Linked DNA regions of Mus musculus: all the other regions are linked to region 1. The links are chromatin contacts, called in public ChIA-PET and Hi-C maps. All regions are on one chromosome and are shown on one strand. The core of a region is the stretch at or near the end of the contact, and the rest is flanking DNA. Distances in the headings are between cores, read along the strand shown.

The links. A called contact is a pair of places that touch in the nucleus more often than the background predicts. ChIA-PET counts read pairs in DNA pulled down with a chosen protein or histone mark.
Region 2: an RNA polymerase II ChIA-PET map of memory CD8 T cells shows a contact between it and region 1, with 7 read pairs. The contact joins the enhancer-like site here to the promoter of Il1rl2 in region 1. A contact is called at or near these places in 2 of 39 promoter capture datasets (the 3T3-L1 cell line and the SN4741 cell line), 2 of 484 Hi-C or Micro-C datasets (3T3-L1-derived adipocytes and embryonic fibroblasts), 2 of 115 datasets of contacts at active chromatin or transcription factors (memory CD8 T cells and pancreatic cancer cells) and 3 of 9 other capture datasets (adipose tissue, liver and macrophages).
Region 3: a contact with region 1 is called in a Hi-C map of uterus, with 6 times the contacts expected there. The contact joins the enhancer-like site here to the promoter of Il1rl2 in region 1. A contact is called at or near these places in 5 of 39 promoter capture datasets (the 3T3-L1 cell line, cranial neural crest, hippocampal neurons and 2 more), 6 of 484 Hi-C or Micro-C datasets (bone marrow-derived macrophages, cochlea, embryonic fibroblasts and 2 more), 6 of 115 datasets of contacts at active chromatin or transcription factors (astrocytes, cardiomyocytes, craniofacial prominence and 3 more) and 5 of 9 other capture datasets (adipose tissue, embryonic stem cells, liver and 2 more).

The regions. Positions count from the first base shown.
Region 1 is chr1:40,321,479-40,325,948 of GRCm38.p6, forward strand. Il1rl2 (interleukin 1 receptor-like 2) reads left to right here and starts at 3,111. Exons shown (of 11, transcript NM_001356478.1): 1 at 3,111-3,271.
Region 2 is chr1:40,539,797-40,544,061 of GRCm38.p6, forward strand. It overlaps Il18rap (interleukin 18 receptor accessory protein), which reads left to right. Exons shown (of 13, transcript NM_010553.4): 10 at 2,091-2,242; 11 at 3,194-3,331. Among named protein-coding and RNA genes, the nearest start is that of Il18rap, 27 kb to the left of the region's middle. Within about 2 kb of position 2,540, at least 22 of the 459 cell types and tissues checked have an H3K27ac peak or open chromatin away from gene starts, as enhancers often do. A contact at or near this core is called in memory CD8 T cells and pancreatic cancer cells, where this site is marked.
Region 3 is chr1:40,110,148-40,114,621 of GRCm38.p6, forward strand. Il1r2 (interleukin 1 receptor, type II) reads left to right here. Exons shown (of 9, transcript NM_010555.5): 4 at 1,808-1,988. Among named protein-coding and RNA genes, the nearest start is that of Gm16894, 27 kb to the left of the region's middle. Within about 2 kb of position 2,549, at least 4 of the 459 cell types and tissues checked have an H3K27ac peak or open chromatin away from gene starts, as enhancers often do. A contact at or near this core is called in uterus, where this site is marked.

The DNA.
Region 1 (4,470 bases), core at 1,861-4,360:
TCATGCCAACCTTCATTAATGGCCAAGTGTGCTGAGACAGGAGCCAGGTCCTCTAACTCCCAGATAACTAGTTACCCTTTCTAACCATCTTCTTTCTGCAGATGACATTGGAGAGGAATAAATGCAAGTCCTTTTATTTTTGATAAGGACATATGTCCGAGTTAAGTTTGAAAAGGTAGCCCCAGGAGCATCAAGAGTAGATAAGGATTTAGGGTGTTAATGTACAAGCAGAATGAGTTGCAGCACTGGTTGGCACCAGAACTTGCCAGCAGCTCCAGGGCCCTGTGACTAGGAGCCAGCACCACTTGGAAAGTGTCAGGGCAGATGGCTTCCTGCTTGCCAGGCTGGAAAGACCAGGAGACATCAACTACTGACTACTGGCTGAGTATCCTGAAGATCTGTTTGCACCTCTACCTCTAGTTATATGTTTTGAAGAGAAGTGTCATCGAGGAATCATAACGAGGTTAGATAGATGGACAGCCGTCTGGAAAACTAGCTTCCTCTTTCTATGGACCCAGAGGAACAAGACTCCTGACGGAGGCCACACTGCCAGGCTTCCTTTTTCTAGAAGGGGAAATGATTTGCTAATAGGACTTTAGTTTGTAGTGGGAGCTCTTGGAGGCAGTGGGTTTCTTCAAGCCCAGGCTAAAGGACTCCTGGATGTGTGCACTCGTGGCTGTGACTGTAAAGAATCACACAGTAATCATTAACTTCTGAGGCTCTGTGGTGCTGGTTATCGTACCAGGCGGCACCCCATGTATTTGCCGCTCTACCCAACACATATCCAGATTTTAGGTTCTACCCCAATGTATGGTTTGTGGGTCTCTAAATTTCATGTTAGACAGAAGTTGAGAAAGTGCTGAGATTTATGTCATAACCATATAGGTCAAAACAGAAAGGCCAAAGGGAGTATCTTCCTCTGGTATCTGTGGAGAGGTTGCCTGACTGAGCAACCAAGGCGCACATGCACATAGCCAACACAGATGAACACACATAATTAAACATAGTCAAAGTAAAACTTAAAAAGTAGAAAGAGAGAGCTCTTGCCCCAGACATCTACCTGTTGGCCCTAGAATATGGAGACGGACAGAGCTTCCTCTCCAAATCAGAAATACCTTGTCAGAGCTGGTAATGACCTGGGGCCAGGGCCTTGGGGGGAGCTGTGACCTCAGATCCTGAGATCTCAACTCTTCTGACTGTATGGAGTTATTGGTTATCAGTCTCAAGGCCATTGTATGCATGGCCTATATATAGTATTCTCCAGAAACCCTGTGTTCCTCTCTTGCAACACTGTTTGATTAGCTTCCTGCTGACTTTGTCCCGTTGTCGGGTAGCTTCTTTGGACACCCCCATTTCTCCCCTGGAAGTTGTACATCAAATAATGCTGTACTTTTTAAATAAGCTTGCTTGGCTCAAGCCATAGCTTGTACAAGACCTCCAGATCCCAAACTTTTTTTTTAAATCTTCTCTCTCTTCTATCCTCTTTATCTTCTGATCTCCTGGTTCTCTCTCTCTCTCTCTCTCTCTCTCTCTCTCTCTCTCTCTCCCTCTCTCCCTCTCTCCCTCTCTCTCTCTCTCTCTCTCTCTCTCTCTCCCCTGTTACTGAAGAAGGGCTTGCTGGTCTAGGCCCTAACCCCCACTCTCTGTGTCTCAGGGGAACACAGCAGCCATGAGCTCAGTAGCACACACCGACTTGCCCTGCCTTTGTGTATTATTAGATCTACTCTTTCCCCATGCAACTCCCCCGCCCCCATGCCTTCACCCTGCCATTCCTCTTCAGCTCTATGTGCACCTGGTTTGAAAACCTGTGCTGTTCCCTTAGTGCTTTGCGCTTTAGGCTGTCTTTAGTGGTAAGGGTACCAATTCCGGGGTGAGGAGGAATTAGTGTGAGATTATATTTTTCCTGATTTAAACATTGTAATATCTTTTAATTTTGCCTATAATAATGGCAGCCATTGTATTGTCGTTCCCAGGCCCCATGTGATCTAGCCACACCTACTTCCATACTTCAGTTTACCCAGCTCTCCCCTCTGCTGTGTGGCAATCACTCTCCCTTCATTTCAGTTTTTTTTTTTGGAGTGTCCCAAACTCGGTCCTTCAGAGACTTTGTACTGACGGTTCATTCTGTAGGGATGTAAATGGCTGTTGCAGAAGATCAGACTTTGGTCCCCAGAACCCATATCAGGTAACTCACAAACACCTGTAATTCCAGCTCCAAGGGAGCCGACACCCTCTTCTGGACCCTATGGTCACCTGCAGTCACATGCACATAGCCAGTGCAGATGCACACACATAATTAAACATAGTAAAAATAAAACGTAAAAAGTAGAAAGAGAGAGCTCTTGCCCCAGACATCTACCTGTTGGGCTCCAGGCCACTGCTCAGGAGAAAGGCTGTGCCTTATCATATTCTTTCCACCTGTCTCCTAACTGTATTTCATATCTTATGTGCTTCCTAATAGTTGAATATCTCTTTTAAAAAAATGTTATTTACCAGAAAATCATGGTGGCAAGCTGTTGAAGGGCTCATGTCTCTAAGCTGTCTTCCCAACACTCAGTGTGCCATCGGACACATTCGGATGCCTTTAATATTTGGCAAGAACATGGGGCATCAGAATCCTTCTCTAGAGAATGGTGTCATGGAATAATCAGTCAGAGGTTTGCCAACGCAGACGAGGGCACACCTACCTAATGATCCAGGAGCTTCTCTCAGACGTGTAAGAGACATTGCCAGGATTGTCGCGGCAACATTATGTATAATAATTAGCAAAACGTAAAAAAAATGGGACAACCAAAATGGCTAAGGGAGAGAGACACGTCGGTTGCTCATGCTCACAGGATGGGGCAAGCCTTTATTGAGAAGGACCACACCTCAAATGTTTAAATCCCGCAAGTATAATGCTTTTATTAAAAAGTAAGTTATGTAAGTGCACAGTATAGTAAATTTTATACAGTGACTAGGAAATCTTATGTAAGAATATCTTACATTGCTTAAGGAATTTCCTGCTTCTCCCTCTCTGCTCTCCACCCCCACACACCACTCAGACACACACAAAGGGAGGGGGAGGGGAGAGAATAAGCACCAAGCTGAAGACTGGGAGTTTGGGTTTGGGCGGACAGAGACCGGAAGCTGGGAGATGATGGCTTCTGATGTTTGTTGCTTACGCGACACAGCTTGTTTGGAATTATGTGGCCCTTGACAACTGCGTGGCACACACTTCAAGATACAAAAGTGAGAAGAAGAGGGGGGTCACCAGAGGAGACTGAAGTCAGTAAGTTTCTACCAAAGCTGGGTTTCTTCTGGCCACTCCAAACAAAGCTGAAATTGTCCTTCAGACCTCTGTGAGTACAGTCTCAGTTCCTTCCGTAGTTCTCTGGGAGGTTCTGCGTGCACACACGTGATAGTTTTGTGTTTTTATTTTTAAAACTTCAATCAGTTTTGTCTTAATTTTATATATTACTGGGGTTTGGTGCGCACTAATTGAACCCAGCTTCTTTTCACCGGCTTCATCCACCCACCCCTGTAATCTCTCTTCTACATCTTAGCTTCCTGTTTGTTTAATTTCCGTATAGGTAGGACGTTTCTTCTGTTTCTCATTCCGCTTAACGTCGTGGTTTTTGTTTTTGTTTTCCCTGAAAACTCACTATCCCCATATCTGTTCTGTATCCAGAACTAATGATTGATTCCTCATGCATCAGCAGACTTACTCAACACAGAGATCATCCCAGAATTGTAAGGCAGAGTGCTTCTGCCAAGGGACAGTACTCGGACAGACACGTGTACATCTTAACTTTGTGAACCTGGGACAGCTAGTCAGACTGACGCTGTGGTTGTTTTCAAAGTCTTACAGTTTCTAATCCACAAAGACTCCGAGGGATGCCCACTAAGAAGCTGTTGGTCTGACAGCGTTTGCCGCCACTGCTCTTCTCAGTGCCTAGTGGGGTCTCCAGTGTCTCTGGCGCAGGAAGACAGGTCCGAGCAAGCATTACTTTATGGCAAGTTTAGACTGACTGTATCGGTGCTCAACCTGTCGGGAGTCTGCTTTACCTAAGATCTGGCACGAGGACGGGGCTGGGGTGGGGTTAATGCCTTTTCTCAGAAGCGCTTCCACCTCTGGAATAGTCCATTTTAGGACAGTGCTGGGTGTGTAAGAACCGCTCAGATAGTGTTTGGAAAGGATATAATAATTTTTAGCGATGATCTGGAGCATATTTAAGCCGACATTCCTGATAGATGAACGTGCTGGCCTGGGATCAGGAAAAAAAGACTGAACGATTTTCGAAGGACGGATTATTTCTGTCCTGCTCCACTTGGGGAAGGTGAGTCTGTTCCGCCCGCGGCGGAGAAGCGATGCCCAAGGTGCAGAGTGCGGTGACCAACCAGGATTCGGTCCCCAGAGTGGTTCCCGCTCTGCTCCACGAGACCCAGCGCTCTGAGACCCCATAGGCAGGTGGAGCAAGCCCGGGGCAG
Region 2 (4,265 bases), core at 1,290-3,789, 220 kb after region 1:
TTTAATTTAATTTAATTTAATTTTTTGAGACAGGATCTCATGTATTTCAAACTCTCTATGTGGGAGAAGTTTTAATTTCTCAAATGCTGAAATTAGAGGCATGTACCACAATATCCTCTGTATGTTTGGGTTTGAACCAAGAGCATCATGCATTCTAGGCCAGCACTCTACCAACTGAACAATATCCCAAGCTTTCATATTTTGTCTTGGTAAAAGGGACATCCACTGTGCTGAGCACATACTCTATTACTAGGCCAAATCCTCAGCCCACAAAAGGGTTTTTTTTTTTTTTCTAAAAGCAAACTAAAGAGGGTGGTTCCTGCCCCACCAAATCTTCAACTCTGCTTTTATTCGGTGCTAAGGAAATGGCACCATAGCATAGATTCTGGCAAAAGAGAATAGGTGACATGGCTCTACCCTGGAATAGAGCCTTAGAGGAGAGATGTCTGTCTTGGAATACTAGCAGGCTGAAACATTTTATGATAACTAGACTTCATTTGTTATCTGTGACTAACAGACTCCCCAGAGTTTATAGGAGAGAGAACTTGACCAGTTGAAAGGAAAACTGTAGACCTTCAGAGCCAAGCCCTCCAATGTCTAGAAAAGTAAGTCTCTATCCTAGAGCAAAGGATCTGGGACCCATCATGGCCAGTCAGACATGTCAATTGGAGATGTGTCCTACCAATTTTCTGTATTAGAAACCCCTCCAGATAAGAATCCACAGCATGTTCTCTCTAGTTTTTCAAGGATTTCACTGGACTAATGTAATATTTTGAAAAGTATAGATAAACAGTAAAGGAAAGATTTTACTGAGGGAAACGCCATTCAGCAAGAGGTTCTAACATCAAGGAACACATTGGATTTCAAACGGATGCTGCATGAGACTCTACGTAGGAGAAGTGAGGCAGAGCCCAGATTCTCAAGCCACCCCACCTGTGGATTTTAGTCTGCTTTCCAGGAGTGGCGAGGTGACTCTGGCCTTCTGTGAGGGAGGCCCCATCTCCTAGGTATATGACAGAAAACCTCATTTCTCAAGGTCACCATAAGGGACAGATGAGGTAGAAGCCACATGTACCTCAGAATGTGTGGCAAGCAGAAAACTTCTGTGGACTGATTGTAGGCTCACAGCGGCATGACCCATCTGAACATGGTCCCTTAATGTGACCACTGAATGATGCAGACATAGAAAATGGGAACTAAGTAAATGCAGAAAGTCAGTTTTCTGGGTGGGTCAGAGATCTGGGTGCCAGGCTGGAGGTGGGACATACTAAAGTCACACAGTAATGATGATGTCACTACTGTGGCCAGCACCACTCTTCCTCCACTGAACTTTGCCCCTGACACTACCAAGTCAGGATGTTCATATCCTGACTCCTTAGAGTTTGTGTTGTGAGGAAGGAAGAGATTAAAGAGTCCATAGTCAGTGCTCAGCCAAGTACCTGGTAGCAAGCCTCAAGAGGAATTAGGTGTGGTGTGGTATGATGTGTGTGTGTGTGTGTGTGTGTGTGTGTGTGTGTGTGTGTAGGTGTGTAGGTGTGTAGGTGTATGTAGACATATGTGTACTTGCATTTGGAGGCTAGGGGTAAATCTCATCTTTCATTCCTCAAAGTTCACTAATCTTGTTTGGGGTTGGGGGTGGGGGGCAGAATTTCTTCCTGACTGAACTAGGCTGTCTGGCCACTGAGCCATACGGATCCACTTCTGTCTGCTTTCCCAATGCTGGCATTACACGTACACGCTACCACACCTGGCTTTTTACATGTGCTCCGGGGATTAAATTTAGGGCTTCATGCTTGGGAAGGAAACAGTCTACAGAGGGAGACTGTTCATAAATTATCAATATTCTTCATTCCCAAAGGGGGACTCTTACAGTGAAGTCCAGAGGAGGGCCACACGTAACTTGTGCTTTAGTGCAAAGCCTTAGCAGATTCCATCCATTGATGAAGAACAAGCCTCCTCTGTCTGTCTCTGATCTTTTACAGTCTTCTTACGAGAAATTCCTACTGGCTCTTCGTCAGCTTTCTGAGCACAGCTTCACGAATGGCAGTTGATCTTCCTGAGTGGGTGTGAATTTCCCCCTCCTTTTCTAGAATTCAATCCACTTTCAAGAATGAAGTCATTGAACGTACCATCTTCTTGAGAGAAGTTACCCAGAGAGATCTCAGCAGAAAGTTTGTTTGCTTTGCCCAGAACTCCATTGGGAACACAACACGGACCATACGGCTGAGGAAGAAGGAAGAGGGTAAGCCTAGAAGTTTGTTCCCAGAGATTGACAACTGTTCTTCTTGAAAGGGGAAGGGGCATTTTCCCAAAAAGAGCATCAGTGTTAGCTGTGAAAGCTTTCCAGACACTAAAGCACTTTGCCGTGGTAGTTCCTTTAAGGCCTTGACTATGACCATACAACTGACTTTGACCTGAGCTTTGTAACAACTAATTTGTGTGCAGAAGAACCCATTACTCAACTCACCCAGACTTTCTGTTCATGCTGTTGCCCATTCATATAGCCTTCCCACTTACTCATTCCCTAAAGCACTCAATTAACCTACTTATCCCTCTTGTACCTACAAGAATCCCCAGCCCCACCTACCCCCACCCACTGGGACAGCCCAGTGTGCAGACATCACTTTCTTTGCCATTTGCCCCTGCTGGCTTCCAGAGACCATGACAAGAACTCTGAGAAATGCCCATGAGGAACAGTTCCATCCTTAGCAAGATGTCCAGGGATGAGGTTGGGCCAATCATGGACTTGCTCAGTCGATGACTGGAACACAGTCCAGCAGAGTAAATGTCCTCTGGCCATAGTGTGACACTGTAAGTGTGCCATGACGGTAGCTTTCCTATGCAGATCCCTTATTTATAAGTTGAGTCATGGAGGGTGCAAGGTGCTGATGTGACTCCTAGTCTAGGAATGTTTAGACTTCCATGGGGATGAGCACCCGCAAATGTAATTTACAACAGGCAACAGGAAAGGTACAGATGAGCTCTATAGACATTTGTAGGAACAAAAATAGGTAAAATGACTCAGCATCGTAGGTCAGCTCATCAGGAATTTCCCATCAACCTGGCTCTCTAGAGTTAATTGTGGAAAATTCCATCCAGACTTGAGATGACAGAGATAGCAGCATGGCTTTCTATTACATAATAGGCTGTGTTGGTCTAGATGTGTTTGCTCAGATCTCTGTGTTTCCCTTAGTGGTGTTTGTATACATCCTTCTCGGCACGGCCTTGATGCTGGTGGGCGTTCTGGTGGCAGCTGCTTTCCTCTACTGGTACTGGATTGAAGTTGTCCTGCTCTGTCGAACCTACAAGAACAAAGATGAGACTCTGGGGGGTAAGAACACCCAGTGTGCCACTCCCTGTCTAAATGACAAGACACTGTTACTTAGTTATTCCCTATCTATTGGCTCTCTTTTCTTAGAACTGTCTTAGTTGTGATTTCACATGCCTCCTGCCAGCCAGAGCCCATGAGAAAAGTCAGAGGTAGCTAATGCCTGATAGGTAGTGTTTTATCTCGAAGGATTAGGTCCTTCCTCTTCTTCTTTTCCTCCTCCTCCTCTTCCTCTTTTTCTTCCTCTTCTTTTCCCCCTCTTCTTTTTCTTTTAATTTTTCTTCCTCCTCTTATCCTCCTTCTTCCTCCCCCTCCTTCTCTTCACCTTTCTCTTCTTCTTTTTCTTCTTTCTATTCTTCTTCTTCCTCTTCTAATTCTTCTTCCTCCTCCTCCTAGTCTTTCCTCCCCCTTTTCTTACTCTTCTTCTTTTTTCTTCTAATTTTCCTGCTCCTCTTCTTGTTCATCTTCTCCTCCTTCCTCTTCCTCCTCCTCCTCCTCTTCTTCTTCCTCCTCCTCCTTCCTCTCCTCCTTTTGCTCTGGCTTTACACCAGGAAAGACTGAAGAAACAATTCTAGCTCATTCTAGTTACCAGGAACCTTGTAGAAGATACTTTTGTGGGATTTATGGGACTTAGAAATATTCTCTTTGCTAACCAATCTGGGGTGATTCAGCAAGTGGCAGCTTTATATACCGCTCTCCTCATTCATAAAACAGGACTGTCGCAGCAGCAGGCAGAGGACAGTATGTGAGCTCACTGAGGCTAGACCTGGTTTGCCTTTAGACTGGTACCTAAGTATATAGAAACTCAGTATGGTCTGCGATGAATGTCACTTGAGGATGGGTCATATGCCCAGTCAGAGTATTGACTATTGCCATCTTCACAGTCCCCTTAGACAGAGAAAGATGAAGCCATAATCTTCGTATGAGACCACCCAAA
Region 3 (4,474 bases), core at 1,299-3,798, 210 kb before region 1:
TTGATGGTTTTTTTTTTTTTTTTTCTCTTACTAGCTACAGAGACTTAGGTTACTTCAATCTGTACTTAATTTACTTTAGTTGTAAACACTGGCCTAACCAGTACCATCCTGTAGATTTGTTACTAGACAGGAGATCAGTTTGCTGTTAAGCGGGTACCGAAAGCGCTCTTCAGTCTTCTCATTTTCATCTCATTGGTTTATTAGACCATTTTATATGCTTATTCACTGGATTTAGGATATTTTTCATTCCCCATCACAGTCTTTTATCTTCTTCCGACTCTGGGGTCTTTTTGTGTGCACGACACACCACGTTTAATCACGGGTGCTTGCAGGAGTGGGCTGTGAGTTACTAATGCCTGGTTACCCAGGACCTGCCTACAGTGAGTGCCTCACTTCGGTGAGGAGTGGGCCTCAGATGACCCTCTCCGTGCATTATGTAATGGAAGCCAGCCCAGTCTTATGCAGGTAACCACGCCCATCTGAATTCATGAGTACAGCCACCATGTCATGTCCAGAAGATGCTATTTCACAGCATTACCCCCAACGGCTGGGTCGTACATTCTTTCTGCTCCCTGAGTCTCTGAGTAGGTGATACGAGTGTCCCATGTAGGGCCAAGCACTCAGAGTCATTTATTCTTTCCATTTGTGCCACCTTGAGTCTCTGTATTGCCAGCCACTGAAAACAGAGGCTCCTCGGGTGAAGGCTGAGTGCAGCTTTCATCGATGGGTATAACACAAACAGCAGTAAGTTTTCACTTAGGAGCTATGGCCTCTCTAGCCTTGCAGAGCAAGTGTACAGAACCACGCACAGGTTTCTTCCTGGGGAGGAAGCCTCAGATCTACCCAGAGAGCCATTGGTTACCTCTGTTAGAGCCATGCCATTACTCCACCAGGAAGCTGCAGCTCACAAGGTCCACTTCTTTGGATGTATATATTGTTAGGCTTTAAAAATTTTTTTGGAAGTAATTTTTACACCTTTTTTACAATTGATTCTGATGGTCTCTCTCAGTTGGTGTGTTATTTATCATCGGTAGCTATTCATCTTAGGGTCTTAGCTAATAGAATTATATTTTTCTTATTTTATTTTGTTTCATTTTCATTTGTTTTGACTGCTGCAGTTAAATGCAGAGCCTCATCTAGGCAGAGCACATGACCAACCTGCCAGCTCCTTGTTTTTCTATTTTAAACATTCAATTTTATTAATCTCTTCCATCCCTTCATCCATTTTCCCTCACATTTCCAGCGCCACACACACACACACACACACACACATTTACCTCTGGCCTTTTCTCAGTTCTAAGGACAACATTTGGTGTGTTCAAGTCTTCCTCAAACACTTGATAGCATCATAGTCCTAGAATCATGGGCGGTCTGAAAAACAATCAAAGTATCTTTCCAAATTAGTTGTTTTCTCCAAGTTCCTGCTATATAGTTTTGTTCGTGTTTTTTTTTAATTAAAAAAAATTTTTTTTTTTAAGAGTCCAAACACAAAGTTCTCAGCAGTCTTCTGAAACTAGAAATCAGTTGGTAAAGCATTCTTAGGGGGAATCTCAGTGCCCTGGGCTCGGGAATGAAGCTTCTGCAGTGGTCCTTCATGAAAGGCACAGGGCACACAGCTTGTAGATAGCAGTCAGGCGTGATGGTTTTGTATCACAAGAAGTTAAAAACTCGCAGGAGGTAAGCCGCACTCTTCAAGGCAGGGCAGACTGGGTATGGCGGGGGCAGGAAGCTGTTCTTACGTTCATTTGGTTTTGTATTTCTGTCTTTCCAATCATTGCCTTTTTCCTTTTTCTTAACAAACAATTAGAAACGCATCCCACTGTGAGCAAATGTCTGTGGAACTCAAGGTCTTTAAGAATACTGAAGCATCTCTGCCTCATGTCTCCTACTTGCAAATCTCAGCTCTCTCCACCACCGGGTTACTAGTGTGCCCTGACCTGAAAGAATTCATCTCCAGCAACGCTGATGGAAAGATACAGTGGTATAAGGTAATGCTTTCAAAATGCATATGCCACAAAAATATCTCAATGGTTGTAGAACACATATGTAAAAATCTATTTGAAGACAATATATTTGTGTAGACACATAGATAATTATGTATTTAGAAATATAAGATTAATTAAAATGGCGATGATTAGATTAGTATTTTATGGTTTGGATAAGGGTCATGCAGGCAGAGTGTGAAATGATTTCAGAGTCAATAGCTGCTAAAGAGCTTTTTGAGTGTCACTTGCCTAAAAATAACTAGGAAAAACTGCTCAAAACAACCCTGTTAATTTTTTACAAAAATTTTATATCCATGTTTAAGATATCTTTTTTATTTTTAAAGCACAAGGCAACTTTTGGGTTGCAGGAATAAATACTGTTGCAGTTTCTCCTTTGTATCCTTAAGAAAAGTAGCAAATATTTTATGGCTTCTCTGTGAGGTCATTGCTTTTTTTAGGAGACATTGTTGTTTACAACGCAGGCTGCAAATTATAGCCTAGAGCTATCATCTGTCTCTGTAACTCATCAAGTATGGAGAGTTTTCAGGTTTTAAATGCTTGAAAAAAAATGAAAAGAATACTCAAGTGCATGTGACCATTGACTAAGGCTCACACTCCCATGTCCATAAGCACATTTGTATCGGGGTTTCCGTTTACGTATTTTCTTTGTCTGTTCCACTGTGTAGTAAGACAGAGACCGTGTGGTCTATGTGGGCAATAAACTATGTCCCATCTGGCTCTTATCTGTAAGGACTTGCCCACCCCTGATGCAGACTATAGAGAGATGCTGAGAAGGCTTGTATTCCTTTAGTCATTGATAAGAGTTCGTCCTTTAATCAATAGGTCAACCAGCTGATCGTCAGTATTAACATCAAGATGTGTACACACACACATGCACATATGTATGTGCACATATTTATATACACCGTAGCAATGCAATGCTGGAAACTTTAAAATGCCTTCCTGAAAGTAGTTTGTGCCTATGGATAAGCCTGGGGAACCACAGAGAGCCTTCTCTTGGTTTAGAAAGAGCAGGCAGAGGACACATACAGAACTCCCCTGCAGAGGATGAAACATAGATCTGGAAACAATGTGTCTGGGTTAGAAACCTTCCTTCTTTTAGTTTGTTGCATTTGCTTCCTGTCTTGTAGCTGTTGCTGCCGTGAGCAGGATGCCCGGCTTCCTGGAACTGTTTTGAAGGCTAGGGATGGAGTACTGTGCATGCAGCCCCTGCACCATGCTTAATCAATGGGGCTGGCATGGGATGTTAACAATAGCCGCGCCTCCCACAGTCCCCCTGAGCATTGCTAAGTACTTACTCTGCTCCCCCTGTTCTCACCTCAGGGGCAGGGGCTGCTCACTTCTCCCCTCTCCAGAGGACAGGGACAGAAGAAACTGACTCAAAGTCTACGTTTATAGAGCAACTGTCATAATGTGCCCTGCATTCATATTTGTCTACTCAGGCTAGGAGCTGTGAGATTTCCCCCCTTTAATTAAGTATATTTTGAAGAAGGGCCATGGCAGTCTCTGAAAGCCTTGATCTCTGATCACATTTTTTTTTCTTTTAAAGATTTATTTCTTTATTATATGTAAGTACACTGTAGCTGTCTTCAGACACACCAGAAGAGGGCATCTGATCTCATTACAGATGGTTGTGAGCCACCATGTGGTTGCTGGGATTTGAACTCAGGATCTCTGGAAGAACAGAGCCATCTGAGCCATCTCTCTGGCCTCTGACCACATTTTATCTCCTCCACTCCCTCTCTCCTTTCCACCTAATCCCTCCTTCCCAACCAACCCCTCCTTCCCACCCCTCCCTTCTCCCCACTCCTTCCTCCTCCTTCCCACCCCTCTCCCTTCCCCCCCAATCCCTCCTCCCCACCCTCTTTCCTTTCCACCCCTCCCTCCTTTCCTCTTTTCTTCCTTATCACCCCTTCCCCCACCGTTGACAGGGTTTCTCCATGTAGTTGAGTCTGGCCTCAAGCTCACAGTCCTCCTGTCTCAGCTTCTCAAGTGCTGAGATTACAGGTACAAAATACCATGCGCAGGGTTCTCGTGTACTGAGGCTATGGAACACTCAAGATGTTTTTACCTGGCCTACTCCTTCCATTTTCCCTGGAGGCCTTGCTCCCGAGGGCTCTGTTTTGTCAAGAACCTCTAGGACTCTATGTCTTTATGAGAAGATGGACCCCATCTCTCCTATTTTTCTATTTACAAAATTTCCTTTCCTGTAGTAAGTCCTAAATTGAAATAATTTTTAGATAAATTCCTCCAACATGGTCTCTTCCAGCCCTAGGTTTTCATGTCTTCCTGGCTGTTTAGTAGTGATTTTCTTTTCTTTTTTCTTTTTTTTAAAACAATTTTTCATTAGATATTTTCTTCATTTACAATTCAAATGCTATCCCAAACGTCCCTTATACCCTCCCTGACCCTTCTCCAACCCACCTACTCCCGATTCCTGGCCCTTATATTCCCCTAGTAGTGATTGT